Regions from separate parts of the Mus musculus genome. Here regions 2, 3 and 4 are each linked to region 1. A link is a contact called in public ChIA-PET and HiChIP or PLAC-seq data. All regions are on one chromosome and are shown on one strand. The core of a region is the stretch at or near the end of the contact, and the rest is flanking DNA. Distances in the headings are between cores, read along the strand shown.

What was found. ChIA-PET counts read pairs in DNA pulled down with a chosen protein or histone mark. HiChIP or PLAC-seq counts read pairs in DNA pulled down with a chosen protein or histone mark.
Region 2: an H3K27ac HiChIP or PLAC-seq map of embryonic stem cells shows a contact between it and region 1, with 9 read pairs. The contact joins the enhancer-like site here to the promoter of Ggct in region 1. A contact is called at or near these places in 6 of 39 promoter capture datasets (the C10 cell line, the HPC-7 cell line, liver and 2 more), 3 of 484 Hi-C or Micro-C datasets (the G1E-ER4 cell line, cortical neurons and granulosa cells), 6 of 115 datasets of contacts at active chromatin or transcription factors (the SCID.adh cell line, bone marrow-derived macrophages, embryonic forebrain and 3 more) and 3 of 9 other capture datasets (adipose tissue, liver and pancreatic islet).
Region 3: an H3K27ac HiChIP or PLAC-seq map of microglia shows a contact between it and region 1, with 7 times the contacts expected there. The contact joins the enhancer-like site here to the promoter of Ggct in region 1. A contact is called at or near these places in 8 of 39 promoter capture datasets (the 3T3-L1 cell line, the C10 cell line, hematopoietic stem and progenitor cells and 2 more), 2 of 484 Hi-C or Micro-C datasets (nephron progenitors and uterus), 10 of 115 datasets of contacts at active chromatin or transcription factors (bone marrow-derived macrophages, double positive thymocytes, embryonic forebrain and 6 more) and 2 of 9 other capture datasets (adipose tissue and embryonic stem cells).
Region 4: a contact with region 1 is called in an RNA polymerase II ChIA-PET map of effector CD8 T cells, with 149 read pairs. The contact joins the enhancer-like site here to the promoter of Ggct in region 1. A contact is called at or near these places in 11 of 39 promoter capture datasets (3T3-L1-derived adipocytes, the C10 cell line, cranial neural crest and 6 more), 2 of 15 datasets of contacts at CTCF or cohesin (CD8 T cells and the NIH/3T3 cell line), 1 of 484 Hi-C or Micro-C datasets (nephron progenitors), 11 of 115 datasets of contacts at active chromatin or transcription factors (bone marrow-derived macrophages, effector CD8 T cells, embryonic forebrain and 6 more) and 1 of 9 other capture datasets (liver).

What each region holds. Positions count from the first base shown.
Region 1 is chr6:54,988,312-54,994,238 of GRCm38.p6, reverse strand. Ggct (gamma-glutamyl cyclotransferase) reads left to right here and starts at 1,372. Exons shown (of 4, transcript NM_026637.3): 1 at 1,372-1,544; 2 at 4,682-4,827. The coding sequence starts at 1,404. RefSeq lists a cis regulatory region at 1,138-1,147 and an enhancer at 1,128-1,157.
Region 2 is chr6:54,848,388-54,853,810 of GRCm38.p6, reverse strand. The region is part of intron 1 of Znrf2 (zinc and ring finger 2); the gene reads right to left. Among named protein-coding and RNA genes, the nearest start is that of Znrf2, 34 kb to the right of the region's middle. Within about 2 kb of position 2,475, at least 64 of the 459 cell types and tissues checked have an H3K27ac peak or open chromatin away from gene starts, as enhancers often do. A contact at or near this core is called in the G1E-ER4 cell line, the SCID.adh cell line, embryonic stem cells and 1 more, where this site is marked.
Region 3 is chr6:54,779,455-54,785,252 of GRCm38.p6, reverse strand. No RefSeq gene overlaps it. Among named protein-coding and RNA genes, the nearest start is that of Znrf2, 35 kb to the left of the region's middle. Within about 2 kb of position 4,507, at least 35 of the 459 cell types and tissues checked have an H3K27ac peak or open chromatin away from gene starts, as enhancers often do. A contact at or near this core is called in adipose tissue, bone marrow-derived macrophages and microglia, where this site is marked.
Region 4 is chr6:54,735,052-54,740,669 of GRCm38.p6, reverse strand. No RefSeq gene overlaps it. Among named protein-coding and RNA genes, the nearest start is that of Mturn, 56 kb to the right of the region's middle. Within about 2 kb of position 3,194, at least 94 of the 459 cell types and tissues checked have an H3K27ac peak or open chromatin away from gene starts, as enhancers often do. A contact at or near this core is called in CD8 T cells, bone marrow-derived macrophages, effector CD8 T cells and 1 more, where this site is marked.

The DNA of each region.
Region 1 (5,927 bases), core at 123-2,622:
GTATTAAAGGTGCAGTCCACAATGCCCAGCTTCATGTTGCTTTCTGACTGTGTCAGGATAGTCTTCTTTTATTGGTGACCAGATTGACTGGCTATCAGGTGAGAGAGGTCAGGTTTCCCAAATAATCATGGTCTTCCTGTCCAATGACTAGCAGTGAGCCTTGGGGGATAACTGAGACTCTATAAACATCCCTGTGACCTGATGCTCCTGACGGGAAGTTTGGTTGCACCAGAGACAGATGTTCTAATCCCAGTACCCCCATTTCCTGCATTTAGCCAGTATACTTTTTTTTAAAAAAGCAAAGAATTGCTTCCTCATCAGCTATTTGGTTTTCAAAAATACAGTTGGTACTAGAAAGGCAGAACACTCATTTTCTTAAATACCCACTTTTTAAAAGTGATGAAGTGTTAGCCACTGATGGCATGGCAATATGGTTCTCTTCTCTGTTTTAATTTGGTTTACTTCCTGAAGGGAATGACATACATTTAGGGATCATTTTAGAGTTTCCAGTCGTTCTGCTCCTTAAGTTGTTCTCGCTTTGTCTAGTGAATGGTCTTTTAGGAATGACCTTGTTCATCTTGGGGTTCTCATTTTCTGGATTATTGTTCTTTCAAGAGGTAATTTTCACTCCCAGCTTTGACCTAAGATTCAGTCATTTCTCCAGGAATTCTGGCACCTGTCAGTGTGGAGTTGAATTTAGATTAATTTCTGAGGGCCAACGGCAGTCATTGCTCTAGACCTTCAGTTTGCTCTCCTATCTTCATTTCAAGAGCAACAACATGGGTGTTTTGTGTCGTTCTATTTTAAAAAGAGGAAATAGATTGCAACGATGAACAGAGTCAACTGGCTAGCAAATGGCATGTCCGGATCTGAACGTGGGAGAAAGACTACCCTGGTATGCAGTGAGGCAACTTCAGGTAGTGATCCTAAGAAAACTTGTAGGATCAGCCTTCCCATTCCAGGAAGGCTGAGGCAGGAGAACTGCCGCAAGATCCAGGCTAGGCCGACAGCAATTTGAGACTTGTCTCCTCTATACCAGGCGCAGAGCCTACCGCACCACTGGTTGACCTGGGCAATCGCCGCCAGGTGGGGAAAACACAGTCGCCAGTAGCCACTCTCGGGCTGTCCGTTAGACTCGCCAATCAGCGGCGCCTCAGGCAGGGGGCCGTACATCCGAGGGATGCATCCAATAGAAAAGCGACGTCAGTGGGCGGGAGGAGCTGTAGACAGGCCAATCCTGGTAGTTAGCTCACGCCGGCAAGCCGGCAGCCAATCCTCAGCGCGCTCTCTGTGCGGCTCCGCCCGCCGCTCTGCACTACCGCGTGGGTGGCGGCGCACTGCTCTTTTTAGCAGCGCTAGTCCGGCTTCTCTGTGCTTGACGCTGCTGGCGTGGATAAGTGGACATGGCGAGCTCCGACTGTGAGGGCCATGCGGGCCAGGAGGGGGAGACATTCCTGTACTTCGCCTACGGCAGCAATCTCCTGACCGAGAGGATCCACCTGCGAAACCCCTCGGCCGTGTTCTGCTGCGTGGCGCGCCTGCAGGTCAGTGCCGTTGTGCGGGCGACCTGGAGAGCGGGCTAGCTGCGACTCCTGCCGGGAACCTCTAGCCACCGTCGGAGTTCGCAACCCTCCACTGGCTGCCCTTTTCCACCGGTTATGAGCATCCCGTAAGATGCCTTTAATAGGTGCTTCTTAGTCGAGAACTAGCTGCTTTCTGTCCTGTGCGTACCTTATCTATCCCACAGTTCTGTGAAATTCTGCCTGTCCTTTCCTTCGGATCTTAGCGTCCTGGCCTTGAGACCTGGAACCGTGTCTTCAATACTGATAGCAATGTTCGTTCCCTCAGTAGAGTAGCCCAATAAGCTTTTAACTGTGATAAAATGTGTTCTTGACCATAGTTCATTTCCTCTTTAATACGTATTCTTCTGGCACTCAGTGCTGGGGTTACAAGGATGACTGAGCAGCCTAGCTATTTGGAGGACCTTTCTGGTGTACAATCTGATTGTGTGTAGGGCCCTTAATAATTTTAGCCAACTTTGATAACCTTGTCAATTCTTGATTTCAGGCAACAGAAACCAGCTGATTTCAGAAAGGAGAATGGGGAGGGGTGTTGGAAGGCTGTTAGAGAGCTCATGGATTCACCTGAAAGATTGAGTAAACAGGTGGACTACTGTGTGTGTGTGTGTGTGTGTGTGTGTGTGTGTGTGTGTGTGTGTGTGTGTGTGTGTGTATACACAACCAGCATTACAGGAGAGGGCCATCCCTGCTCTGGAAACTGGCCACACCTTTCCTCAACTAGTAAGCACAATATGGAACTGACTCCTGACTGCTGCTTTGCCACAGTTCTGCAATTCCTGAAGCCTAGAGTGGAGTCCCTAATGATCTTAAACACCAGCACTAATTGAGAGCCCCTGCGAGGTGCCCTGATTGGCTAAATCTCACCATGAATCCACGTCCTTACTTAGCAAGCAAGATGATCTGATAACTAGCTCCTAGCCTTTCAAGTTTCAGAAGTGGGAGTCACGCTCTGTACTCTATCTAAAACTCCAAAGAGTGTAGGATTGGAGTTCAAGTACGTGAAGTACAGGAAAGAAATACCACATAAATGATAAATTATAGCTGTGGTTAGCCTTAAAAGAGGACTTGCAAGGTGCAACAGAATATATGACCAGAGGACCTGACCTAGGTGCTCAGGAAAGCCTTCCTGGATATAACTTTTAAGCTGAGACCTGAAGGGAGATGAGGAGAGCAAAAAACTGTCAGGGAGGGTAGCTTGTTCAAAGGACAGGAGATAAAGGAAGTGGTTGGAGTCTACAGGGAGATGTGGCATGAGGGCTGGAAAGATAAGAAAGTGTCATATCCTAACATGACCACAGAGAACTTTGGACAGTCTGTTGCATGCTGTGAGTGGAGTGTCTTACAGGATGAAAGCAGACGATGAGATTTATGTATTTGAAAGCTCATTCTGGTTACTCTGCAAATAGGGCAAGTTATTGGAAGCCCAGTTACGATCTTGCCACATTCATGTCAGAGATAATGCCACCATGATCTAATAGGGTGGTGACAGGGAAGGTAGAGTAATACTCAGAAGATAACATCATAAGGCTTGATGATTGTGTGTCTGTGTCTGTGTGTGTAGGGAAGGTATATCAAATATGACACAGTTTTTGAACAACCAAGTAGGTGATGGTGATAATGTTCACAGAGGAGAATCAGGTTTGGCGGTAAAAATTATAAACTAACTTTGTACTAAATTAAGTTTAAGATGCTTTCCAGACAAGCACATGAACAGTAAATATTTGTGAACATTGGCAAAGAGATGAAGAGATCAGCCCTAACTGTGTGCTCGTCCCAGATCTAAGAGCTTTTGAGCCTCAGAATAGAGATGTGGGATGGTTTTAAAGGTAGCTGAAGCATCCGATGGTATTGGAAGCTGCTGGAGGTAGTGGGACTATTCTGGGCACCTGGATAAATTCAAAAAAGGCCTAAGCTGAATCCCAAGAAACCCAGACATTTCAAAATGGGGAGTAGAGGTGGGATTGGCAGAGATGAGGAGATCAGGTCAACCCTAAATCAGAAGAAAGAGCTGATCTGGACTGGTAGCTACCTACGTTACACACGAGCATTGAGCCATTGAAGCGGACGGAATGACACAGCCTGCTGCCTTTAGCAGGAGGCTGCCAGTCTCTGGTGTGGATTTGATCAGATCTCCTGATACTGGAATATCCAGTTTGCTGCGTGAAGCGCCTTGTCGTGTGGATCAGTGTTTTCCCTGAAGTATCAACCAAGGTTTCTGAGCAAACATAGGTGACAGGAATAATATCCACCAGAAGGGACTGACAACACTGTCATTGAGCCCATCCTTTTGTATTTTGCTGCTGAGGAAACTAAGCCCTAGAGAGATGGGAGGACATCTTCCTAGACCACACAAGGCAAGGCCCCTCAGCCCTGATTGCCCATCAGTAATGGCAGAAGCTAAATTAGAAAGGTGTCTCTGTCGCTTGTTAGTTGTGAGATCTTAGAGAAGAAGAGGCTTAATCTTTCTAAGCTGTAGCAAAACATTGGTCTGGGTAAAGTAATAGCTACTGTGATAGCACACAATAAATACTCAGTAAGTCTTAGCTGCTCTTAGGTTCCTGGAAAGAAATTGGTACAGTTCATGAAGATTAATGCTCACACACATGCCAGACCCCTTAGGGCAAATCCAGTGATTTGCAGGTAAGATACTCTACAGATATAAAAGTATATCATAACCCCTGTGTAACCATCATTCAGCAAGTCTAAGTAGAAATACATGTGCATTTAAGTAGACTGAGACGTCATTTGCAGAGAGAAAGAAAGAAAAAGAGAGAGAAAGCAAGCAGTCTAGAGCTATTGTGTGGTATATTGGGATTTAAGGATCTTTGTTTTTAAGGTTTTTGGTTTTTATTTTTAATGTTTAGATGCCTGTATGTTTAGAATAATCTTCAATTTTAAAGGAAAATAAGAAAGAATCTATAGTCTTACAGATTTGGGCCTTGATCTTTTTATCTGTATTTCCCACAGTTTTGTACACACAGAAACAAAAGTTTGTTGAATGTTTTATTTGCATGGAGGCCAATGCAAATCATTTGTATTTTGAAGGAGGAAATATCATGCCCAAATAGATATTGATCATATCGCTTTGGTTTCCTTTGCAGGACTTTAAGCTCGACTTCGGCAATTTCCAAGGCAAAATGAGTGAGAGGTGGCACGGAGGTATAGCTACCATTTTTCAAAGTCCTGGCGACGAAGTGTGGGGAGTGGTATGGAGAATGAACAAAAGCAATATAAGTTCCCTGGATGAGTAGGTGGCTCCTAATTATCAGTTACAGTAATAAGGGACACAAAGCGTGCTGTATGGATGTGCTTTGGGGATACACTGTAGACATACTCTTTATTCTTCAGAGTCAGTACAAAAGTTAGAAACCAGGAGTTTCCTAACAAATCTAGAAGGGGAGGGTCACACTTACTAATTGGATGGGTGCGGTGCTTGTCTCTCTTAGGTAAAAAATAAAAGCCCTTATTTTTTAGTTCTGTTTGTCTCTTAGTAAAAATTATCTTTCTGGTTTATTGCAAAAACTTATGAAACTTTTAATTGTCAAAAAATGATTTTGAAAGTGAGTTGGTTAAAATGCTTTGAGATTGCAATTGAATAAGTAATAAAGGCATTGAACAGCACAGTAGAATTAAAATTCTCAGAGTTGTGCGACAGGGTGCCTGATACAATGCAGACTGCCAAGGAAGAGCTGGCTGACATTCTCTTGCTGTCAGATCATAGACTCATGTTTGGTATTCTAGGGAATGCTGCTTCAGGGACACAGAGGTAAAAATGAGCCTACTGAAGCATGTTTTCAGACAGTAAAAATAGACGGAGGTCAGCTGGAAGTGTACCAAATGAAAGTCCTCTGTGTTCAGAGTATTGCTTTGGCCTCCGAGCACATCACAATCTATAGATGTTATTTGTATTTTGACATCATACTTGCATGTGGCCTGCCCGTACCAACCTGTAGTGCTCTTACTGTCTCTTGGTTACTTCATTACCTAATACAATATCACTGCATTTTATTTGCAACAACTTTCCTTTTAAGGGAATAATGACCAGTAAAAACAATCCATATGCATTTAATTCAGACCTTAGAAATTATTCTCAATCCAAAGTAGGTTGAATATGTGGATCCAGAAGCCAACTGCAATATCAAAATGCTAAGCATGGTAGGCATGGTGGCACATAAAAACAAGGTGGGGCATGTTGCGAGAAATATTAAAAAGATTGGCAACTTCCTGAGCTACACCCGGCTACTCTCAGCCCAGCGGTCTCACTGGCTAGTTCTTACCTCATGGAGACTCTCTGACTCAGAGCTCCAAAATCTCTCCACCCAGCTTGCTAAATTCCCACTGGCGGGT
Region 2 (5,423 bases), core at 1,226-3,725, 140 kb after region 1:
AATAAAACTTAATTAAAGCCCAAAAGTATTTAGACTAAAGGTCCCTGGTTCAATCCCAGGTTTTGGCACCAGATGAATGAAAACAGTAAAATATAAAAAGAAAAGGACATGATTGCTCCTAGGTATAGAAGAGACAGTTTATTGTAGATAAAAGGGAGAGCATGGCCGGAGGCAGACACCTGGGGAGAATGCAGAGTGGTCAAGACCCTGAGCCCTGTGAGGAGAGAAGTGCAAAGTAGCAAGTAGGGGAGCCAGTTGCGGCATCCAGGAGGCCAAAGGTACAAAGAGGGAGGGCAACCAGAATGTCTGCATTACAGAAGGAAGAGTCTCAGGGGAGAGATCTGCCAGCCCTGAGCTGCACAGTTCAGCGTAATGAGTTGAGGGTAGTGGGCATTGTATGCCTGCTGCAACGGGACTGTTGGCTGGGAGAACCGGGAGGCCAGGTCCTTTTTGATATGTTAAGTAGGCATCTCAGGTGTTTGTCCCTGGTTTGAGACCTAACATCTGGGTACAAATACTAGTTGCACTACAAACTATAACGATGACAATGTTGATAACGGTAGGTACACAATGGCATCCTGATGACGATTAAAGAGAATATAAAGCCTAAAGCACAGGATTCAACAAACAGTGGCTGTTCTTTTCTTCTAGAAACCAACCAATGACAAGTAAAAGAAGACTGATGCTCAGCCCTAGCCTTGTGAATATTTTAACAGGACAGGTAACGGAGAGATTTCCCCTCCTCCAAACGAGGGCAAAAATCACCCTTACCATCAGTCAGAAGCTTCTGCAGAATGGCAGGGAAGCTAAGTACTCAGGCCCCATTCTAACAGTTTGTGCTGCCAGGAGTCAACCCCCAGTGCCTCCAGGGGGGAAAAAAAAAGGCAAGCCTTATCAGTGAAGTAAAGTCCTGATCTCCATTCCTCGTGAGATTTACATATCAATGCATTATTCTACAAAAGCAGTAAGTTATGCAGATGCAATGTGATTAGCCATGGGAGGTCCTAGCTCCTGCAGGCAAAGAAGGGGAGGTTATCTTCTCCAAACCAGAGTCCAGGCAGGGGGTGAGGGGGATGGGGGGGGGGCGGGGGGAAGGTAGCCAGGTTCAACACTAGGCTGGCTATGTGGATGGCACTGATCCAAGCTCGCAGGTTCTTGTATTTTAACCTTTATGTTTTAATTGACTAATAATTACTATAAGGAAATAATAGATAGGCTTACTCTAAGTATATATGAGCTGAACAAATTAATGAGACAAATGTGTTTACAAGACATTTTATAAAGTAATCTCCATTGGCTATACCAGGCAATACGGACCTCCAAATATGGCAGCTGTCCTCTCTTCAATAGTGCAAAGTATAAAGGGAATGAATATAGGTCCAACTGGAAAGAAATCCAAAGTAGCAGAACTGAGCTCTGCTTCTGGCTTGCTGCATCTTGGCTCCTGTTATGCACGATCATTACTGTACACACATGCCATCTGTCTTTGGACTTGACTTTTCATATTATTTCCCATTATTACCTTAATACAAATTTAGTGAAACCATTTCATTCTTTTCCTCCAAGAGAACAACTATGTCACCTGTTTTTGCTCAAGTAAATATACTTTGTTTTCAGGTATTTGTTAAAAACCTATTTCCATCTCTTCAAGTTCAAATCAAGTTTTATCATGTAATCTCTTCAGATCTTAAGCCCGAAACAACCTCCCTTAGCCTGTGAAGAGCCCAGAGTAATTCCACCCTCCTCTTACTGCATGCAAGCCTTCAAGCAGGTCTTTTCAATTGCAGTAAAACCACCGGGTCTGCAGGAGCCCCATAAAGGCTAAGATAAGACCAAGGCCTTAAAATAGCCTTGAGCAACATCCTGCTATCTGCCACACCCTGCGCTCCAGAACTAACCCTCATATGAATTCCTTTATTATCCCCTGAACATCTGCTTCAAAAGGAGACTGCTTATGCCCTTTCAAGGTCATTGTGTCAGCCCCTGAGCCTGACCATATCCCTAACTGGTTAGCAGCATTTTCCCGTAAAGTTGCTTTTAATTTACTACTTTGGTGATCCTTTCCTCATTATCTGTGCATCGTCCTAGGAACTGATGCGGTTAATTACAATATGAAATTCTATTTAGTCTCCTGTTTTGTTTGTAAAGTACAGTTTAAAACAGATACCGTAGAGCAGACCAAGATTGTTTAATTCATATATGCTAGGTGTTTAGCAGCCCTCTAACCTGTCAGAAATCTGCTAAATATGCCACTTAATATGTTTAAACTTACTGTGACAGAGACTCCCAAGTCCTAAGAGTGATTCCCCCAAACCTCCAAGAAGAGAAGGACACACAATACCAGAGGACACCACCTGGAGTGTGGTGCGCTAACCACTGGGCATAAATGTGCCAATGCTTTACCTGCTGCCAGGGCCTGGTTTAAACTGTGAACAGAGGACACTGGAGAACAACTGCCACGTGTTGCTTAAGACAAGGTGAGGGGATCTCTACCAAGTTCCTCCTCCACAGGAAGGCCTCTCAGATGTGTGGGGCCTGGTAGCTGAAGACTGATCCTTTGTTGGAGCTGTGTCCCCAACAAAGCCATTGATATCACAGGAACCTAGTGGGGTAATGGGTAAGTCTGTCATTTTAAATGACACAAAGGCCAATTACAGTACAATTTATCCTTCTACCTGCCAGTGGGTTTATGCTTCAAAAGAAGACTGCTTTTGCCCTTTCAAGGTTGTTGTGTCAGCTCCTAGCCTGACCAACACTCTAAACCAGTTAGAAGCACCCCCCCATCCCACCCCCCCCCCCCTGCAGTGAACGAAGTTGCTTTTGGTTTACTTCAGACTTTGGGGGGTCCTTTCCTCATTACCTGCTCACCCGTGAGCCCAACAGCCTCCATATTCACTCTATGTGACATCACTGCTGCTATGTACATCTTCTCTCTCAAGTGTGATACCCTCTGTGAGGCAGAAGTTATACATCCTTATATATTCTGTGTATATATTCTATTCCCAATTCCTCTCCCACCTAGACCTACAGACAACACTGAATACCTAAACCACCTTAGCTTCAATTCTACAGAGGGAATAGCAGCAAAATTAAGAAGCAGAACAAAGAACTCTAATTATGGCTAATCATAATCACAAGCAGTCAAGTCCTAAACCGCTCATGATTTTCCAAATTTATTTATAAAGAAAAACTGTTTCAAACATACTAAAATTAACCACTTTCTGTAAGCAAACAAGTTTTATAATACACAGCTAAAGTTCTGAAGTCTAACCTGAGAAGACAGCCATTTCAGCTGCTAGGGAGACCTATTAAATGGTAGGCATGTATAGGATTAACTGCTAGGAAAAAATTCTCCTAGAAATACAAGATAAACAACCTCCTAAGCCAGGACAAGACACAGATCGCCTACCCTGACTTTCTAATAAGAATAACTTCAGCTCAAGAGGTCAATGGAGAAAACAGCAAATGAAATCCCCAGCACTGAACCCTACTTCTATTAAGAGCAAAATATGTGAAATGAAAGCACCAGACCAGGGAAGAGCACAATGTAGCAAAATACATTCCAAAACAAGGTTGCTTGCTACATTGTAACCTTGTTCAACAAGTGCTTTATAGTCTAAAGACAAGATTCTCTAATGAATCATCCAAAGTAATCCTGAAGGAACATACATAACTCATGTCAACAGAGATCACTGCATAGCAGAGATTCTTGGAAATGTATTTCACATGGGTCCAAGTTTTAAGCCCATTAAGGAAAGTCAATGTTTTCTATTGTCTGCCTGTGTCTGATAAGTCTTTGTTCATTTTTTTCCGGTAGTCTTTACAAAATCATTACTTTTGAAGATAATGGAAACAGGAAATGAATGAAGCAAGGTTTAGGTGACCTATTTTGTGTAGTCCAAAAGTCATTAATACTACTTTGGACACAAAGTAATAAGCATTCAAATATCTGAGTGAAAGGTCATCCAAAGATTTGCTGGTTGTTTAGACTGAAGGATACAGAAAGGATTCACTAAATGTCTTACAATAGCTTTTAAAAACAATTAAGCCTTCCAGTTTTCTGTAAGTTTCTGTTTTTAAACAACAATCACCCCCACCCTCCCCCCACCCTCCCCCACCCTCCCCCACCCTCCTACTTCCTGAGAACAAAGCCACAGCAGAGGAGCAGACACTCTCCAGCTTTACCCAGTGCACACACCTTCAGTGCAGTCCAAAAGACGCTACAGTAAACCACTCCCACTTCATGCTCAAGGTTGTGAGGCTGGAAACGGTCCTACAGGAGCATCCAATCTCCTTTTATAGAGAAAAGCCAATGCAGTAAGAATTCTACCCTTTGCTTATTTACAATTTATACTTAAACAACACTCTCTTAGTCTATCCTCACCCTCAGTGCCAAACAGTCACTGGGCTCAGTCAATCAAGATGATCATATTTGTGACTTCCCCCTAACCTGTGTATGCACGCCTGTCTGTCTCTGTCTGTCTCTGTCTTGCCTCTGTCTCTGTCTCTGTCTCTGTCTCTGTCTCTCTCTCTCTCTCTCTCTCTCTGTGTGTGTGTGTGTGTGTGTGTGTGTGTGAAGCCTAGAGATCTGGAAGCTAGAATGACTATAAAACCTCAGGAGTGGGTCATCCTCATGGATGCTCTTTGTGTAGAGAAAAACTGATATTGAAAACCACAGGTGACTAGAAAGCAATGCTGCCTGACCAACACAGAAAATGAAGAGTGGGATTTCTTCTTTATTTCTAATCTGTGAGTGAATTTATGTATCTTACAAAAAAATGTCCAGTAAAATGCAATTGCTCTCATCAACCAAACAACAGAAAAGGGGAACAGAAACAAAGGTGAGGTGGAATGGTTGAAAAGTTGGGGACAGGCCAGTTCCATGAGAATCAAATCAAACCCCAGGAGGTAATGCAAACATTTTTGGTAAAGTACCCAGTAAGGAAACAAAGATCAATGCCTCAAAATGGCCCCCCATAACTAGTAATGAAGGGCAGTGAGACAGGGACAGGATGATCACTAAAGGAAAACAAACGAAACAACAATTCAGGAAATGCTTTGAGTGTTTCCACCCACTGCAGCGGTTTACGTTCTGGAAATCTGTTCAAGAGTTTGGCTGTGTTGAGAAGTAGTAGACATTTTAAGGGGTGGGGCCTAGTATGCATGTAATTCTCAAAGGACTGTACCAGTTTCTGCAAGAACAAATGTATTAATTAGTCCTTGACTCCCTGTAGGCTCCTGCCTTGCCCAGGGATGTTGATACAGGCTCCTCCCATTGTGGTACAACCATTAAGAGACCTTCGCCAAAGGCAAACTTGATGGAGCCTTCAGACTCTTGGATATATAGCCCTCCAAACTGGTCTACACAACATTTTCCTCTTCTTTAGAATGTACCAATTTTTTGTTACAGGACTCAGGCAACA
Region 3 (5,798 bases), core at 3,258-5,757, 210 kb after region 1:
GTCCCTAGGGGATTCTCAAAGCTTTGAGGCCCTTCATTATCACAGATCCCCTAAACAAACCCTTAGGCTCCTGCCTTACTAAAAAAAAAAAAAAAAGAAAAGAAAAAAAGTTATCACTAATCTGTGTGTAGTTAGTAGCAGTAAGGCAGGGGAGACAAAGGACTTACGAGGAGGCTGAGAAGGAGGCTGGGGGGGGGGGGGGTAAAGTGGTTGCTGCCTAAGATGACAAAGTCAATTCCCAGAGCCAGAGTAAAAATGTCACTCAAGGGGTGTGTGTGTGTGTGTGTGTGACCCCACCACTGAAGAAAAAAAAAAAAAAAAAAAAAAAAAAGCGAAGACAGGAAGATCCCCGGGAGCTGCTGGCTGGCCCGGCTAACCCAACTTGATGTGCTTCAAGCCCAAGGAGAACCTGTCTCAAAAAATAAGGTGAAGAAACAATTGAAGAAGATGCTTGCTATTGACGCTACAAACACATGAAAGCATGTGCATGCACACACATACACACATGTACACACAAACACACACACACAGTGAAAGAGAGTAGTGTGATATGGGTGCATAATCCAAGTAGATTACACAGTTGCTTGAAAATGGCTTTATGTGATCCTGTATAATTTTTTTCATTTTTTATTAATTAATTTATTCTCTTTACATCCTGATAGAAGCCTCCCCTTCCTCCCTCCTCCCAGTCTCTCCTCCCACCCCATCCTCCTGTACTTCCTTTCTCTTTAGAAGAGGGAAGTCTCTAGTGGGTCTCTCTTTTTTTTCTTCGAGACAGGGTTTCTCTGTATAGCCCTGGCTATCCTGGAACTCACTTTGTAGACCAGGCTGGCCTCGAACTCAGAAATCCACCTGCCTCTGCCTCCCAAGTGCTGGGATTAAAGGCATGTGCCACCACTGCCCGGCTCCAGTGGATCTCAAACTTCCTTGACATATCAAGTTGCAATAGGACTAGGTGCATCTTCTCCTACTGTGGCTAGCCAAGGTCTAGTTAAGGGATAGAGATCCAAAAGCAGACAACAGAATCGAAGGCAGCCCCTGCTCCTGCTGTTAGGAGTCCCCACGTGAAGACCGAGCCCTACAACTCTTATATATGTGCAGAGGGCCCAGGTCCATCTCATGCATGCTCTCTGTTTTGTTCTCTTTGTTTGACCCCTATGAGCCCAGGTTATTTGATAATGTAACTTTTCTTGTGTCCTTGAACTCTCCAGCTCCTTCAATCCTTCCTCCTCTCTCTCCATAGCATTTCCCAAGCTCCACCTAATGTTTGGCTGTGGGTTTCTGTATCTGTTTCCATCAGTTGTTGGGTGAAACCTCTCAAATGACACTTGTAAGTGAACATTAGCCACAAAGTATATGATGACCATCCTACAATTCACAGACCCGAAGAAGCCAAATAGCACTGAGGGCCCAAGGGGAGATGGTTGAATTTCACTGAGAAGGGGAAATAAAACAGACGTGGTAGGGTGTGGTGGATGGAAGGAGAGCTCTGGGTGGGGAGTGGGGTAGAGAGGAGAGCAAGAGGGTTTGAGTATGGGGAGGACAGGAGGTGAGGGAACTGGAATCATGGGAAGGTGTGCATCTCTGAAATAAGCTACAAACCGAGAACTGTGGAGACTCCCAGGAATCTATGAGGGTAATCGTTGCTAAGACTCCTAGTAATGGGGAATATGGAACCTGAAACTGGCTATTTCCTGTAACTAGAAAGGACTTTCAATGGAGAAATTGGGATACCAACCCAGCCACAAAACCTTCGACCCACAATTTGTCCTGCCTACAAGATGAACGGGTGTAAAGATGGTGCAGAGATTGAAGGAATGACCAACCAATGACTAGACCAGCTTGAGGCCCCTGCCATGAGAGCCCATCCTTGACATTACTAATGATATTCTGCTCTACTTACTGACAGGCACCTGTATAATTTTTTAAGTGTAAGAAGTTGACTAGATACCCAGGTTCTTGCAGCAGTGGGCTTTTGGTGTGCATCATCCGACTTCCTTTTGGGTGGCAGAAGGCTAAGGAAGCATAGGCTTTGGTCTCCAGTACTTATCTTGGATACACGGCTCGCAACCCTTTCCTTTCTTCTGCTCTCACTGTGGGGTGTGCATCAAGCCCAATATAATAATAATAATAAAAACAATGGCTTTTCTTTGGCTGTTAGTGAGCAAGTTCACGCCCAAGGTTCTGTTCACTGAGGATGGCAGAAAATGATTTCTAACAGTGGCTCCTTATCAGACTTTTTTGTTTCTAATAATTCTGTAAAAAAAAAAAATACCATAGTTTTATTATTATATCTTTGGGGGACTGTCCCTTGTGAGACTCACCCTGTGTCTAAGGCTGGCCTTGGGCTCCCAGAAATTCTACACCTGACTTTAATTCTTGCAAATAATTATGATTCTGTGTATTTCTTTCTTTCTTTTTTTTTTTTTTTTTTTTTTTTTTGCCTTTTAATGTCTGGAAGTCCAGAAATAGGGATGCTACTTAATTAGCATGCCTCCGCTGTCTACGTATATTTTGAAAGGAGTGTACTTAGACAATTGCCTATGATATCTTCTCACAGGAAACTTTTGTCTGTCATCTGTTCTCTGAACAGGAAGTCCAATGTCAGCTGCACAATTTAAAACAGGGCAATCAGGAGAATATAAATCTAAGTAAGCCCATATTCCTAGTGACATAATTCAGTGTGTATCAGATCCAGGCATGGTAGCATAGCACCTCCTGCAATTCCAACATTCCACAGGAGAAGACAAGATGATTGAAAATTCTGACTGGACTACATAGTGAGACCAATGTTAAAAACACCTAAAACCCCAAACCCTCCAACCAAGTAAAAGAACACAATCCAGTCCCAGAGTCCGCTTTGAACAGTCATCCTGGCCTAGAGAAACATGTCCGTGCTGTGGGATCTTTAGGCTGCCACTGGGCAGAGAGCAGGGTCATCACTCAATCTGAGCACCAACAATAGTGCCACCTTTGTCGAGAACAATGTTGGGCTTCATTAAAAGGCTGTACAGACGCAGGGTGAATGAGGTAACCGGCAGAGAGCTGGCATGCAGGAGGCAGTTGGTAAATATGGCTGATACTTATCTCTGGCCCACCTGCTGTGATAAGATACCAAATCATGAGCCAATCATCTTGAGCAGCAAAACACCTCCTGTGAGAGGCAGAGCCACCAAGCCAAAGACAGCTGCTTTCTTTGTTCTGGACACCTCAGCTTTCTCTCATGAGAGAAGAATGAGAATCCAATTCACGTGGCCACTCTGCTGCTTGAATTAGCAGCTAGAGATGCAATCTGTACCAGTAGGGCTTCTTTGTAGGAGCAGAATGGATAGGCTGGATAGCGATTAAAAGAGAATTTATTAGCGCAGCTTACATGAGACCGTCTAAGGTAGTCCAACAATGATTGATTCACCACGGAGAGGCCCAGAATCCCACAGTTGTTCAGTCTCCAGGGCTCAATGTCTCAGCAGACCCCGGAACTGAAGGTCTGGCACGGCCCAAGAAAGCCGCTACTCTTCTGTACACATTAGGAGCTCAAAGCTCGCTTGTAACATCGGGCAAAGGAACGCAGCCGTAGCCACAATACTGTTGATGAACCTGTCAGGGAGAGAGAAGGCCAGGAGAGGAAAGAGAGGCTGACCCTCCTTCCACTGCTGCCACCAGCTGCCACGGGAAGGTGCAGCCCACATTAGGGTGGCTCTTTCCACTTTGGATAATCTGGCCAAGAAAATTCCTTACAGGTGTGCCTAGCACTTGCCCCTTAGTTATTCCAGATACAAAGAAGCTGACAAGAAAAAAGAGTCACCACACAGGTTATGAAAGGAGTCAGGCCTCCTACATTCCCCTGATCTCAGTACCCCAGGCGCAGCTCAAGCATTGTCTTGCTTCCTTTTCTCTTTGGGTTAAGATGGAGGTCAGCGATGGTCCCTACAGTACTGTCATTCTGTCTGTGGGCTCCACTTGTCAGGCAGTCTTAAGGACAGGCCACTGGTGTGCTTTTGATATGAATGAATGCACTGGATTTGGTGAGATAAAGGATTTAAATTTAAAACAAACAAACAAACAAACCACAAACAGCAACTGCTTGGGAGGGTGTAGAGAAAGAGGAACACCCATTCTCTGCTGGCTGGAGTTCGCACCGATGCAGCCACTACGGATATCAGTGTTTAGGTTCCTCAGAAAGCTATAAATAGATCTATCATATGACAGAGCTCCTGGGTATCTATTATAGAGGTACTTGCTCATCATGGTTTTTGCTGCTGTCTTTACAATAGCCAGGAAAAAGAAGGAGCCTAGTTGTCCATCACTAATGAAAATATGGTACATGATTACAATAGTTTTATTCAGGTGTAAAGAGAAATGAAATCATACAATTTATAGAAAAGTGGATAGAACTGGAAAATACTGTACTAGGTTAGGCAACCAAGGCCAAGCCAAAAAAGCACAGGCAGTTCTCTCTCCCATGCAAATCCTGGCTTCCACATTGTTATATGTGTGAGTCTGTGTGAAAGTGAAAGAGGGAAGAGGCCAGAAGACCGGGAAGGGCCCACAAGGGGAAATTACTTCCAACATAACATTGCCCTATGATTAAATCCCAGTGATTAGTGTCTATGTGTTGCTTAAAATTATTATCTGATAACTTATGAGAGATTTCAAATTCCTAACCTCGTTCTTTAGAATTCCTACTCAAATTCACCTCCAGATGTATTTGTCTTTTCGTTAGGAATGCTACTGAAAGACTGTGAGAATCTGTTTTGTGTGCATTTCTACACATTTAACTGTTTACATAGTTTCTCTTTTATTTTTGCTTTAGTGATTTGCATCTTTTATCAGTTCTCATTATGTTAATTTAAATCTTCTAATAAAAATCCTGAAAAACAATGGCATGTAGACATAATGTTAAATAAAACAGAACAAAACCCAAGAGCTAAGAAATGTGTTGCTCTCTGCTGTGTTGCCTTGGGTCTAAAGGTGAACTTCGTAAGCTCTCAGCGCCAGTCAGCATCTTACATGGTCATTCATGGATTCCTAGGAGCCATTCCTGTGTGAAGAAAACAGCTGTTCCCACCAGGCTTTGGTTGGTTTAACAACCATGTCAATGTGCAGTGTGACTCAGTAACCAAAATACATGCAGAACCCGACCTGTTCTCACACGACCACACCCAGCAAGCAGCACCGCCTTCCACTCAGATCCTTTCCTGGTTATGGCTTGGTCTCCCACTTCTCCATCTATCCCCTGCCCTTAACTGTCATTTTAAATATCATAAATGTGTGTATCTATATGTGTATGCACATGTGCATATACATCATACATATATACATACTCATACTCATATACATACATATAAATTGTGTGTGTGTGTCTATGTGTGTCTATGTGTGGTGTGTAGGTCAGAGGACAACTTTGTGCAGTTTGTTCTCTCCTTCTGCTTTTATACACATTATGGGCTTAAAACTCAGGTCACCGGGCCTGTGCCACATGCACCTTAGCCTGCTGAGCCATCTTACTGGCCTGTTCGTGTCCGTTTGCAAAACAGCAGCGTACTGGCTGGTTTTGTGTGTCAACTTGACACAGGCTGGAGTTATCACAGAGAAAGGAGCTTCAGTTGGGGAAATGCCTCCATGAGATCCAGCTGTGGGGCATTTTCTCAATTAGTGATGGGGGGGGCTTGTGGGTGGGACCATCTCTGAGCTGGTAGTCTTGGGTTCTATAAGAGAGCAGGCTGAGCAAGCTAGGGGAAGCAAGCCAGTAATGAACATCCCTCCACAGCCTCTGCATCAGCTCCTGCTTCCTGACC
Region 4 (5,618 bases), core at 1,945-4,444, 260 kb after region 1:
TATTGCTCCTCAGTACTACCAAAGAGCCTGAGAATCCAGTGCTGTGGAGGAGCAGGCTGAACAGACCCAGCAATTTTGGGGAGGTGAAGTGACTTGATCTAGCCCTTTCCACTTGGGCTGGAGCCCCTGCTCCTTTAGCCATTCTTTCCTGTGTATTTTAAGCATAGCCCTATCTCCTAGCTGTACTGCTTTGAAAAGACAGCAGGATCTGGCAAGAGTCGGTTCCCGTTGTCTAAGAGAGCCTGCTATGGGTTACCTACATGCACTGCGCACTGTAGGTGTTGTTTGTGTCTTCATAAAACCCAACAGTGGCAGTGAGTGAGCTTTGGAAGGACTTGGGTTTAGGACATCCTTGTCACACAATAGCTACTTTGCGTAAGGGTATGACTGGCACTTTCTACTTTTCTCAGGAATTGGTGATTCCAGGCTGATTGCGACTTACAAGGAATTGCAAGAGCCGTGGAAAGTTTTGAGTCACCTTTGCAACAAAACACCTATGGTCACTTTGATCTGATGGCAGGAACCCAAGTTGACGAATAATTTAAGAGTCATTTACATAGTTTGCATAACCTTTTCTGTTCTAGTAGGAACATGTCTATTCATCCTATAAAAGTATCTAAAAGCACTAACTGATTTTTAGGCCCAGATTTTGATGGTATATGGGCAAAGTCTAATTGCCTCTCTTCCCCAGACAGGTACCCCAGTACTGAAAAAGCTAAAAGGGGGTCATTGAATAGGTCTGAGGATTATTTATGTAAACTTTACGGCTTTGACCAACCTGTTGACTGCCTTGTAAAGTCCCCTCCCAGTAAGACTAGCTCTTACTAGTAAGAACTCATAGACTGTACTTCCCATGACAGATGGCCTTGTATAAGTGTTTGATGAGCTTCTAGAATCTCATTGCTCTGTGTGCCATCCTGCCTGATTGATATAGTCTACCAATTATTTTACTTTGTACTTCTGTGGAGGGATATTTGAGGAATTTGATTATACAGAGAATCTGAAACTGGAGCTGTACGCTTATGTAACCATGTGGGATCTTCTCTGATGGTGGAGTTTGGGGGTTGATACAGCCATCCCATAGTATTAGGACGAGATGGTCTAATAGGAAAGTCTGATGGTTCATCTATCTTCTCCTTGTAATCTAACAGTATTATGCCCTGATTTCTAGAATTGTCTGCATTCTATGAGGAGTCCATCTGCTATCTCCTATAAAGGTTTTGCTAAGACATCATTTTGGACCAAGGTCTAGAAAAATCTTGTCTTACAGTCACAGTCTCAGGGACAAACAGAGGGGAAATAGCTTTTTCTTGGAGTGAGGACAAATTCCAAGTGTTGAACCTTGGGAAAGGATAACTCTACCTCCATCTCTGAGGCCTTAAATGCATAATCAGCAAGAAAAAAAAAGTGACTACAGAGCCCCTTGTAAGTTTGATTTCTATACAAGGAGACCTTGAGGTAAGGATTTGGCTTGGGTAGTGTCCTAGGGACCCAGGTGAGGAGTCAGGGAATAAGGGCTTGCAAGGATGAGAATCACTGATTTGTGGCCAGCGGGGCAACCAGGGACCTTCTGAAACACCGAGGAAAACGAACCTCAAGTTTGCTCCACGAAGGACTGAGGGAGCAGGGGTAGAGATGGAGGGTAGTGGGTGGGGGTGGGGGTGGTGGCACTCTGAGGGCAGCTTCCTTCTTGGAGGTTGGTACTCAGTCTAGTCTTACCATCTTCTTTACTTACTTTCTCAGTAGTTTGCCTTCCTCTTTAGTTCCGCCAGAAGCCCCAAGGGAAGATTTTAATGGCTCAGCTCAAGTCCTATGTCCATTTCTGAATCAATCACCACGTCTGTGTCAGCTCACATGCCCATCCTTAGAGCCAGGATGCCATCAGTAGATGAAATCAACTGTTATAAGGCTGTCCTCATAAAGAGCTGACAAAGAGCAGGAAGCATGCCTCCACTGTGTTTCTCCTCATGGGCCAATGGCACTCTCCTTCAGGACTTATGTCTGACATCACAGCTCCTTTGGAGTGTCTAGAAGCTGCTTCATGAGGCTGAGTAGGTTACTGATGCTCAGTGGTGTCTGAAGAGGAAACTCCACAAGGCAGCTCAAGGCTTTCTGAAGTGAGGGTTCTTGCTTTTCCCCCTCACCGAACACGAGTAGCCTTCACATTCATGCCTGCTTTGGCTCCTGCCGACCCTCCCTCCAGGTCCTGCTTATTTTTTTCCCTGGAACTCTAACTCTCTCTCTCTCTCTCTCTCTCTCTCTCTCTCTCTCTCTCTCTCTCTCTCTCAGATAACTCCCATGTAACCTTCCTTAGGGTCACTTTTTCTTCCTCAAAAGTTAGGATAAATTCTTCCTGCTACAGGCTTCCAGGGAGCTCCATCCTTCCCCTCGTTGAACACATCACCCTAATGTGATTATGTCTCATGATCCATCTTCTCTCCTGCTGTACCATTATTGAAGTGAGAATGGAGAAAGTCCTGTTTTGTGACACCACCCAGTTCTCCAACATCCAAACTATCATGCAATTCACTTTGATTCTAATACTAGCCAGAAAGTGAGAGAGTGTGTAGCTCTGCTGAGTTGAAATTCCACAAGTACCCCCTCTTGAACTGACAATCACAAGCCAGGGCATCCATAGTCTCACTGACAGGGTATAAAATCAGAGGTTCCCATCAGCCACTTCTCCTAGAACACCTCACAGGGCTTAGAGAAACTTAACTTCCGTTGTGTGGTTAGCATAGAAGACACTAAGGAGTGACACAAGGAGTGGATGAGTCACACAAGCACAATTCTACAAGGTCTCATCAGGTATGAAAGCTTTGCCCGTGTGGTTAGGGTGCATTTGCCAGTCACTTCCTTGTTGAGATCTCTATAGCTCTCAGTCTTCAGCTCTGACCTTCTCTATGCTGATGGAAGCTTTGGTGGGTGGCACTGAAACTTCCAAGGTCTCTTTAGTCACTAGACCGAATCTTAAGTCTATCTAGGGATCTCACCCCAAGTCACCTCATTAGTATAAACATGATCGAGATGCAAAGGAATGCATTATGAATAATGAACATAGCTATCATAAAATCCTAAGGAAGTCATGAGGAGCTCAGAACAAACGGGACACACTGGTCACTGTAACAGCTGTTTCCCTGTACCTACTACAATGCTTGGCACACAATAGGCATGCAGTATATGTTTTGCCACATGCATGAATGAGCTAACAAATTCATCATTTCCTTCAAGCCCAGGAAGTGTTCATGTGGGTGTGCCATAGCCCAGGCTAAGCCCTCTGTGTGGGTAACTGCAAAGGCTTTGTGCCAGCCCCCATCAGTTTCTCGGGTGGGTTTATGAATGTCTTTAGTGCCCATGATGGTTTGTTAATGGAACCCAGGAGAAGCAGTAGTCCAGGGGACAAAGGTGACAAAGGCTGCCTTATTCCCAGGCCAGCCTAGCAGCTCTTCTTTCTCCTACTGGGAAAAGAGCCATAGACAGGTTTCTAGGAACTGCACTGGCAACCTGAGGGCCACCTGGAAGGCAGCACTAATCGGGTTGGGCAGCCCTTAATAGGAGGAAGACCCACCCCACCCCCATCCTGCTCCCTGCTTCTTTCATCTTCTTCTAAGAAACTGGTTCCTAAGAGTGGAATAATATAATTCCCATTAATGAGTCCTTATCAGTAGTTCAGTAGTTAGGGAATGGTAGGAGATAGACTGTGGCCATACTAATGATTCTATTAATGAGTCTATTCTGCCTCTTTCCCATCTGTTGCCTACATTCAAAAAAGATATTTCTGTTATTATTAAAGGATACACACACACACATACATACACACACACACACACACACACACATCCTTACCCTCACAAGTGAGCAAACAGGATTTGTTTTATTGACAGTAATGCTCAAATACTTACAATCTTGATATAGTTCTATCTAATATATATACATTTTGAATATATTTTCATCCATTTATAGAAATGAAAATAAATGTTCAAAAATCCCCAAATTATAATCTTTCACATTTTCACATGTATATTTTTCTTCTAAGAATTCAAAACTTACCTTTAAAGGTCAATATATGCTATAATCCATGTTTGTGGAATGTTCGAGTGAAAATTATACAAATGAAATTATTTTAGAAAAAAAAAAACTCTAGCATTTCATGTCCATCTAATTGCTAAGTCAAGAAACGTGGCATCGTTATGTTAAGAGTTGCAGGAAAATGTTTTGAGTTAGCATTGCAGAAGTTTCCCAGTTGTCACTTGCATCTATGTAAATTCCGTGTCAATCTGTGACCACCCCAGACCCAACACCAGGAACTGAAACGCGAAGGAGAAGTGAAGCCTCCTCCTCCTCCTCCACGGGACCGACACTGTTGTTTGAGGATCTGCATCTCTGCTACTTAAGAAAGATATGACAAAGCTTGTCACTTCCTGTTTTCTGAGTTCTTTTGCTGTTCAGATCTTCCTTCCACCCCGAGAACCGTGCCTGCCTAAGTGAGCAGTGGCTGAAGTCCCAAGCCCCCCTGGTGTCTCCAGGCCATCCCTTTTGTCTCTAGGTATTACAGGACTTTCCCTGGGGAGATGTGCAAAAATCTCTTTTCTGCAGATACAGCACCAACGAAGCAAACAAACAATTCTATCCAGGGCCAGCTAGATGAATCAGTGAGTTTACTGAGGTAACCTACAGGGACATGGAGAGCTAAGCAGCTGGACCAAAAACCCTCCCTAAGCATGGGAGCCAGTTCAATAGAGCTACATTATGGGAGTCTCATCTCAGTTAACCTTCTATCTCCTACATAATTTAACAGCCCACCCAACAAGGTCCTTAGCAGCTGGAGCAGGATCATGTGCAGCTGGAGGCTGGAAAGCAAGAATGGCTAAAATCTCAGTGAGGGTCTGATGATGCCCCCTTCTCGGAGGGGATGTTATGGAACCAATCTTATAAGGGTTTCATGTGCATGACAGCAATGGCCATGCCAGTCCAGGAGACAGAGTTCTATCACATTAGGACATACAGCATGTCCATATATAGAAATCTAGAGCTCAAAGACATAAGGGGTGCTGGTCACAATAGTAGCTGCCTAGTATCTTGGGCCAGATCCTGAGAAATGGAAGGACCGTGTTCTTTAACATATTCTGTAAGTGGCAGATAGTGCCGATATTTGGTTTTGCACATGACATGGTCTCCATTGCAATTGCTCAACTCTGCTGTAGTGCAGCAACCAAAGGCACTTCCCAAGTCAGTCAGTGCATGCTCTGTGGTGCAATAGAACTGCATTTACCTGTGCAGCTGGATCTGATCCAATTAGCTCTTGGTTGCTATAACTAACAATGGCTCTGGGTAGAGCCTCTCCTTCCCATGCAGACAGTAGCTGGGGCTGCAATCCTTCTAGAGCAAGGTATCTGAAAATGAATGAAACCATTGCGTTCACTGGAGCAACTTTATCCAGTGTTCTGTGGCTGTGATGGGCCCACTGCTCTTCATGACTATGTAAGGATGGGCAACCCTTACTGAATCTCCTCATTCATAGTCCGGCCAGCTTGCTCTGCCACATCCTATAGATGATCGTTGAGAAGCAAAGGACATGGTGATGATGACAACCATCCTTTGCAGATCGCATCACTGTT